Regions from separate parts of the Mus musculus genome. Here region 1 is linked to region 2. The links are chromatin contacts, called in public promoter capture Hi-C maps. All regions are on one chromosome and are shown on one strand. Each heading gives the region's core, a stretch centred on a gene start, on an enhancer-like site or on the middle of the called end of the contact. The rest is flanking DNA. Distances are from core to core; before and after follow the strand shown.

What was found. Promoter capture Hi-C pulls out the DNA fragments that hold promoters and counts their contacts.
Region 1: a contact with region 2 is called in a promoter capture Hi-C map of pre-B cells. The contact joins the promoter of 1700010G06Rik here to the promoter of Lratd2 in region 2.

Annotation. Positions count from the first base shown.
Region 1 is chr15:64,312,234-64,315,934 of GRCm38.p6, forward strand. It overlaps 1700010G06Rik (a long non-coding RNA gene), which reads left to right and starts at 1,885. Exons shown (of 2, transcript XR_003951590.1): 1 at 1,885-2,300; 2 at 2,725-3,701. It overlaps Asap1 (ArfGAP with SH3 domain, ankyrin repeat and PH domain1), which reads right to left. Exons shown (of 31, transcript NM_010026.3): 3 at 116-242.
Region 2 is chr15:60,823,152-60,826,897 of GRCm38.p6, forward strand. It overlaps Lratd2 (LRAT domain containing 1), which reads right to left and starts at 1,929. Exons shown (of 2, transcript NM_001162926.1): 1 at 1,363-1,929; 2 at 1-840. The coding sequence starts at 744. It overlaps 9930014A18Rik (RIKEN cDNA 9930014A18 gene), which reads left to right. Exons shown (of 3, transcript NR_030696.1): 1 at 1-1,632.

The sequences.
Region 1 (3,701 bases), core at 635-3,134, 3.5 Mb after region 2:
GAAAGGGCTGCCAAGGAGGACCACAGGGGCCGGGGGCTGCCGGAGGGGGTGTGGCTCCCCGAGTCGCCGGGCTCCCCAGGGCCCCAGCCCACCCAGCTGCCAGGCCGCCGCCTACCTCCTCCAGCAGCGTGACGGTGTTCCTGCAGTTGTGCAGCCGCGTGGTGAAGCTGGACGTGGTGGGCGAGTTGTAGTCCTCGGTGGTCTCGGCGATGAACTCGGACACGGAGATCTGGTCCGGCATCCTGCCGCGGGAGGGACGAGACACAAGCGGGGGCGGGCGTGAGTCACGGCGCAGGCTCCCGGGGCCGCCGGGCGGCTCATGAACGCCACGCGCGCAGCCCGACCCGCCGCGGCGCCCGGCCTGGCGCGCGAGGAGTGGAGCGGAGAGGAGCGGAGCGAGCGGCGCAGCGCCCTTCAAACTGCAAGCGGCGCGCGCAGGCGGCCGGGGACGCGCCTCCCCGAGCGCACGCAAGGGGCGGCGGGGCGGGGCGGGGCGGGGCGCGACGGGGAGGGGCGGGGCTGGGCGGAACGGACCGCTCCGGTGGCGCTGACAAGCGGCGAGGCTCGACCGACTGGGGCGCTCGCTCCCGCGGAGCGGCGGGCGGCGCGCCCGCGCCAGTCACGGGGACAAACACGGAAGTGCTCTGCGCACGCGCCCCGCACGCCCCGCCCGCCCCTCTCTCTCCACTTACCCCCCCCCCCCGCCGCCCGGCCCTCGCGCGGCCCCCACCTCGCAGCCGCCGGCGCTGGTGCTCGTGCCCGTGGGGCTCCGGAACCGCGCCCCACGCACACACACACACACCCGGCCGCCCCCGGAGCGGTTACTTCAGCGAGCTGGTTACGCGAGCGTTTTTGCAAGAGAGGGACCAAAAAAAAAAAAAAAAAAAAAGTTGTTCGTGTTCTTTTTTAGTCCCGAGTGGGTGCAGGAAGCGAGGCCCGGAAAGCCGTCTCCCTTCTGCGCGGACCGAGGGATGGGGGCGCAGCCCTGCTGCCCTCTGAACGCCAATGCTGTGCCTTGTGCAGAGACAGGAAGGGTTGTTTTAAAATACTTTCATCTGTCCAGATGTATTTGGTTTTTTTTTTTTCTTCCCCTACCCCAGAGGACCGCCGAGCATCCGGAGATGCAAAAAGTATTTCTCAGGTGCAAATGCTCTTCACTGCTAAGCAGGAACTGACTTTCTTCTGAGAAAAGTACCAATTCAGCCCCAGCAAGATGTCTACTGTTGTTAGTCCAACATACCCATCTAATTTCTCACCACCGACTGGAAGATTTTGAGAATGGTATCAACAAAACCCACCTAGTCCTTGGGATTGGCCTCCAGGAGCCCTTGAAAGCGTATGACTGGCCTCCATTAAAGCCTGCTTTGGAAGGCAAGCCCTGTGGCCCACTCAGACCTGCCTGCATACCGTCCGATATAGCTAGCTAGAGGTTGTGTTCGCTGGCCTTTCTGGCCGCGTGTGGGTCGTGTGGCTCAGGGACCCACGGAGAGGGCTTGTCTTGAGTGAGGACCGGCAGGGAGGGAGGAGAAGACTGCATGTCAAGAGGAAAAGGTTCGCCTCACAAGCTGACAAATTCTGAGATGAGTGATGTCGGCAAGGGCCACATTCCTGCTGTCTTGGAATTTGCTTTGCAGCAGAGGACCAGACAAATAGGCAATACAGAGGAGGAGTAGGAGAAAATGACAGAGCCATACATAAACCATGGTCAGAGAAGGCTCAGTCAAAGTGTGCAGAATAGAATGGATACACCACTCGATACCCTGTTGGCTGGGAATCTTGGACCCCTAACTGCCTCCCATGAAAGTAGAAGACAGGGACCCTCATGGAGGAGGCTGAGTTCATGGATGAGGACTTGCTCTCTGCATAGGAAAAAATGGGTTAAAATGTGTGCTGTTTCTCTTCCTGGCTTGACCGAATTGGGTGTGCACTGTGCCTCCACTGCGGTTCCTACCAGTGCTCTCCAAGGCAGGGAAGTGTCTCCGCCTACTACAGGAAGAACTTGCTAAGGGAATGAGCATAAAGAAACACATCCCTGGCAAACTGACCTTTTAAAAAAAACTAGTGAATAAAGAGGTTAAACATAAACAAGAGTACTTTCTCTCCTCAGTACTTTAAAAGTTTGGTTTGGGAGACATGGAGGGTTTAGCTCTCAGGGAGAAAATAAGGCAGGAGGAGACTGGCAGCTGACCACCCCACAAGGGCAGGCTCACTGGTTGCCAGGGCTGCAAGATGTAGCATTTGGAGAATGAACATTCCAGAAGAGAATCCTAGCTCATTTCTCACAGCATCTGGAAAATTCTGTAAGTTGGAACAAATATGACCCTCACTAGCTTGGCCTAATTAAGCTCCCTGCGCCTCAGAAATCCCATGCTCCCCTATAAAGTACTGAGAGCAAATCAGCGAGAAAAATCAGTGAGCACTGGGGCTTCCCTCTGAAAGGATTTGTCTTCCTCAGGGCTGTGAGCCAGTCTGGTCCCACCCCCCACACCCCAGTTGTCATCTAGTACCTGCCCTGTCTACTGAGCTGGCAGCACTCCTCTGTGTGTGTGACATAAACAGTAAAAATGAACTGTTGTTCAGAGCCTAGACTTAGCTAATAAGTGTGTCTGTTCCCAGAGACCCTGAATTCCACAGCTTTCTCTCCTAATTCAGATACCTTGGGTTTGGGTGGCATGAGTTTATCAAATAAGAGGGTAAGGCGTGTCAAAAATGACCACCACACAGAGCCCTCCCAGCTCCAGCCGGTTTGCTCCCACACCTGGCTCTGCAGATGAACGAGTCAAGATTATTCCAAGCTCAGCAGTGGTAAACAGCCAGGGATTTCTTTCTGAATTCACCGGAGAGCCCAAACTGCCGCCACCAATTGCTGTTTCAGTTTCCTCCGAAGATTATGTTATGTATCTGCCCCTCCCCTGCCTCCTCCAGCCAAGAGGGGACTATATGAACAATGAGATATTGTGCTCTGGTAAGCATATACCTCCTTAGACTGGTCTGCAATTAGAATTTCAAAGCTTCGCACCTCAACCCACCATCTCTGGGGTTCATGGACCATAATCCTCTTTAAATTTGAAACCATGCCCTGGTGCAAAACCATCTGCACCTCCCTTTTTCTCAAATACCCCGAACGCCATTCCTGGATATCTAAAAGCAAATAGAGTCTGGCGTGGGCAAAGCTGAAAGGCTGGGTTTCTTTACAGGGAACTACCCAGAAATACACACTTATCCTCTCCAAAGCCAGAAAAAGACACGTGCACACAGACTCGAGCTTCTGTGAACCCGGCTTATATAAAGCAAGCGCCGTCTACGCTGTCGTCATTATAATCCCCCTCAAAGACTGTTTATTACCCTAGGCCTCTCTCATTCTGCTAAGCACTGTCCAGAGCAGCAAGCTACTCAGCCTGCAAGGATGCTTTGTGTCCTGGAAGTGAAGCACCAAGAACAGGACAAGCTTGTTCCTATGGACACCATTAGCACTGCTGACCACCGTCACCTGGGAATTGACTCCGAGTCATATTTCTACTCACAAGGCTCGCTCTCCCATCTACTTTGGAACCAAAGAAGCTTGCTTGCAAGAGGACTGACAGCGATCCAAACCTAGGGAGTGGGAGGTGAGCAGCCAAAGGTGCTCTCTAAGCCTGGAACCCCATTGCTGCTCTGAGCCACAACTTCAGCCAACCACCGCACTCATCCAATCTCTCCTG
Region 2 (3,746 bases), core at 679-3,178:
CTCCAGGCTCTGGAACTCGAGAGTGTGGCTGCGCTGAGCCGAGAGCTGAATCTGCAAACGGTAGGGCTGCTTGCCGATGCGCAGCTCGCCACCGATCTTGAACTCGCGTTTGCCATAGCGGCACCAGGCCGCAAAGCTCTCGGAGTTGCGCCAGCTGAGCTCGCGCTCCTTGGCGCCCACGTGGGCCAGCGCGTTGCGCACTACAGCGCTAGGGCTCAGTGGCTTGTAGCGATACAGATCGTTGACCACGCGGCCGCGCCGGCCCTGGCTCGCATCGGTCAGGAAGCTGTTGCTCACCTCCAGCCGGTGCAAATGCACCACCTGGAAATTGCCCACGTAGACAGCCCAGTGCGGGTATTGAGCCTGCGATACAAACTCCACCAGGTCACCCGGACTGCACTTGTTGAGCAAGTTCTCCGGTGTGTAGGTGCTCAGAGCCGCCGATCCTGGCGCGAAGCTTTTCTGATAGATGCACTCATCACGATAAAACACCGAGCATTCCACCTCGTGCTGCCGCGGGTCGTAGGGCTGCGGCGGGGGCAGGGGAGGCCGATCCCCGGAGTCGGACAAAGCTCCGCCATCAAGCCCCTGGGGCGGTGGCTGAGGTTCCACATCCTCGTCGTCATTGGAGAAAATATAAGAGACTCCGATGCGGGGCCCATCGTCTCGATCCACGCCGGTCGGGTCGGCCGTGGGAACTTCCTTATAACTTAGGTGGGTCAGTTTTTCCACCTGGTTGCCCATTACGCTGTGGACTCTCGTTCACAAGACTTCAAGAGGAGAAAGCGAAACCACCGTCAGAGTCATTGGCACTGGTGCCCGGGCAGGGGCTAAAGCCACCTGTTGGAAGAGAAGACGAGGGAGATGTTTGTAGGTGCCACTCCAGAAAAAGACGTTTGTTTCTTGAAAAAGAACCGGTAGGGGCCCGAGCACCTGGAGCCATTTTAGGAGAAGTCTGGGGGACGTGCTTCCTCGCGTTTCTACACCACTAAGGTCACGATCACTGGAGACATGGCCACTCCAGCTTTCCCCTTCCTCCAGCTATCACCTGGACCCAGCCAAAGCCATTGCATCAGCAGCTCCGACAGCTTCCGCCCGCGCCCTACCTGCCAACCCTGGGCAGGAGTGGGGGAGGGAAGGAAATAGAAACTTTATTCCAATTTCCTTCTCTTTCCTAACTTCCCCTCCCACTCCGGATCCTAACTAGCCCTTTGACGTCCTTCAATGTCTGCACCCCCAAGAACCTGCTAGGCTACCTTGGCGTGGAGGTGGCAGGTGAGCCTCCGGACTAGACTCACCTGCCGCAAGTCACTGCGGCTCGTCGGCCCCTCCCCCGCGCGCCTGCCCTGGGGTTCAGATTACCTGCGCGGACTCTCTCCCCGAGAGGTAGAAGCCCTAGGGGACCGGGAGGGGCACCCTGCCGCACCCGAGACTTCTAGGGCGAGTTCGCAGGTGTGGGCTCCGCAGTGCCTCCTCTCCCAGCGCAGACCAAGGCGAAGCTGGGCTTCGGGGAAGGACGCATTTCTCCCTCGCCGCCCCCCGCGGTTGTGTAGAGCCCCAAGACTTGAAGATGGGGGGCAATGCCTGTTCACGATCGTTGCTGCACGACCCCTCACGCAGATTTCCAGGAAGGTGGGGCACGAGGAGGGAAGCCGAAGGAGCTAGCTGGGTTTCCCGGGGGCCGCAGCTCCCGCTCGGGCTAGGCGAGCAACAAGCGCCGGAGCGGGAGGGACGGGATTGTAGATCCGGCTCGGGGCTCCCGGGCGGGAGTGCAGCCCGTGGCATTTAAAGAGACAGACGTGGCTCTGAGAGCTCCGGTCTTTCCTGTACCCAGCTTAGTCCCTCGGAGCCCCGCCCCCGCCCCGCCCACTAGGGCTGCTCCGCCCTTCCAGGACCGTGCCCCCTCCGTAGCGGGTTTAAATCGGGCTGGTAAATAGTGTACCTCCCACGGGAGCAGGCTTCCTCTACCGCCCTGAGCCCCCTTGCCTTTCTGTTATGCTGAGTTGGGGTTCTGAGAAGTTGGAAGCAAGACGCCACCTGCCAGTATAGAAATGCAAGTGGTGAAATGTTGGTCTTTCTTCCTCTTCTCCTTCCATTTCTTCTTAGATGGAGTATCTAAAGAAAGAGAGACAGACTTTTCTTATCAGAACGTTTTTATAACCTAAAGTAGTCTGTGCTGCAACAGTTCAAGAAACACATCAGCTAAAACCTGTTTCCAGAGCAAGTAATAATTTTGGATAGTAAATAATAATAATAATAATAATTCAGAAAGAGGAAGCAGTATAATACAGGACTTAGTTGACTAGCTCCTCAAATCCCTAATGACTGTTAGGTGTCCCTCCAAGTAAACTCAACATTAACTTCACAGCCTTCTTTGTTTTAGATTTCTTTTCTAGTTGTGAGAGAAAGCATGCAGAAATGGGATGGGGGTGTAGAGTTGCTTAATTGTCCTTAAATTAAAAACAAATTAGCAGAGACTCCTGGTGAATATATTTCCTTCCTCCTGAGGGAAGTGACAGCCTTGTTGGTTATTAACCTCCTCAAGAGGACACTTTCTTCCCTGCTGGGGTCATTTCTCTACCCCAGACCTAAACTACTAAAGTGATTTTTGTTGCTGCTGCTACTACTGCTCCTCCTCCTCCTTCCCCTTCCCCTTCCTCTCCCCTCCTACCCCTCCTCTCCCCCTCCCCCTCCTCTTCCTTCTTCTTTCCTCCTCCTTCTCCTCTCCCCTCCTTCTTCTAAATAGTGGGTCAGAACAGAAATAGACAATCTTAGGAAGCACCCTAGCCAGTTAACAGTGCAATTCAAGACCTGCACCTTGTTTTCCATCGACTGAATTTTTCCAAGTAACATTATTTATTCATTCTGTGCATACCAACCAGTGGAAACAGGAATATACTAACACTACTATGATCCTTTTTAGTTTGAAAGCAGAAACAAAAATCAATCTACTTATGTACCTTTAAGCCAAAACAATCAATATTGTCAAGGCTCTGATGGAAGTTAGTCCTTCAGCAAGCCTAAGATCACAGTATAAGCTACACCAAACGAGAGGTCGGTGTGTATCCTAAAGGTTTAATTTCAATATGTTCTGATTGGCTGGAGATATATGAGGTTAGGAGAGTGGTTCCTGGACATTTGAGTAACGTGCTCCAGGAGCCATCACTCCTACCATGTGAGCACAGAGATGAGTGTTACACATAGAATTTGGCTGTTGAGTGGTGAGACCTTCTGCCAGACACTGTGGGCCAGTTTGCCCCTGTATGACACTGGATGGGCTGGGAAGAGGTGGAGTCTGTGGGAAGGGAACAGTTGTACAGTAGGCTGCTGCTTACACCCTGAGTTCAAGTCCTAAAGGCTGAGAAAGCAGTACTTCTTTGACTCTCTCTTATTATCTCAGCAGTTGCTCAGTTATTCAATTGGCCAATGATAAAGTCCCAGAGGGAGCAGACATCACATCATCTTATCTAGTACTCACTCAGTTAATAAGTGTTTAGTAGATGCTGGAGGGGAAGTTTTCCATAGACCAAAAATCACTCACACACACACACACACACACACACACACACACACACACACAGAGAGAGAGAGAGAGAGAGAGAGAGAGAGAGAGAGAGAGAGAGAAATGACTTCCTGGTTTTATGAAGCAATCAGCAAGTAAGCATGTGATACCTTTGATAGCCATTGTCTGGTGCAGATTTTTTTTTTAATTAATGAATGTCAAGGGCTCAACCTCCGTCTGGCCA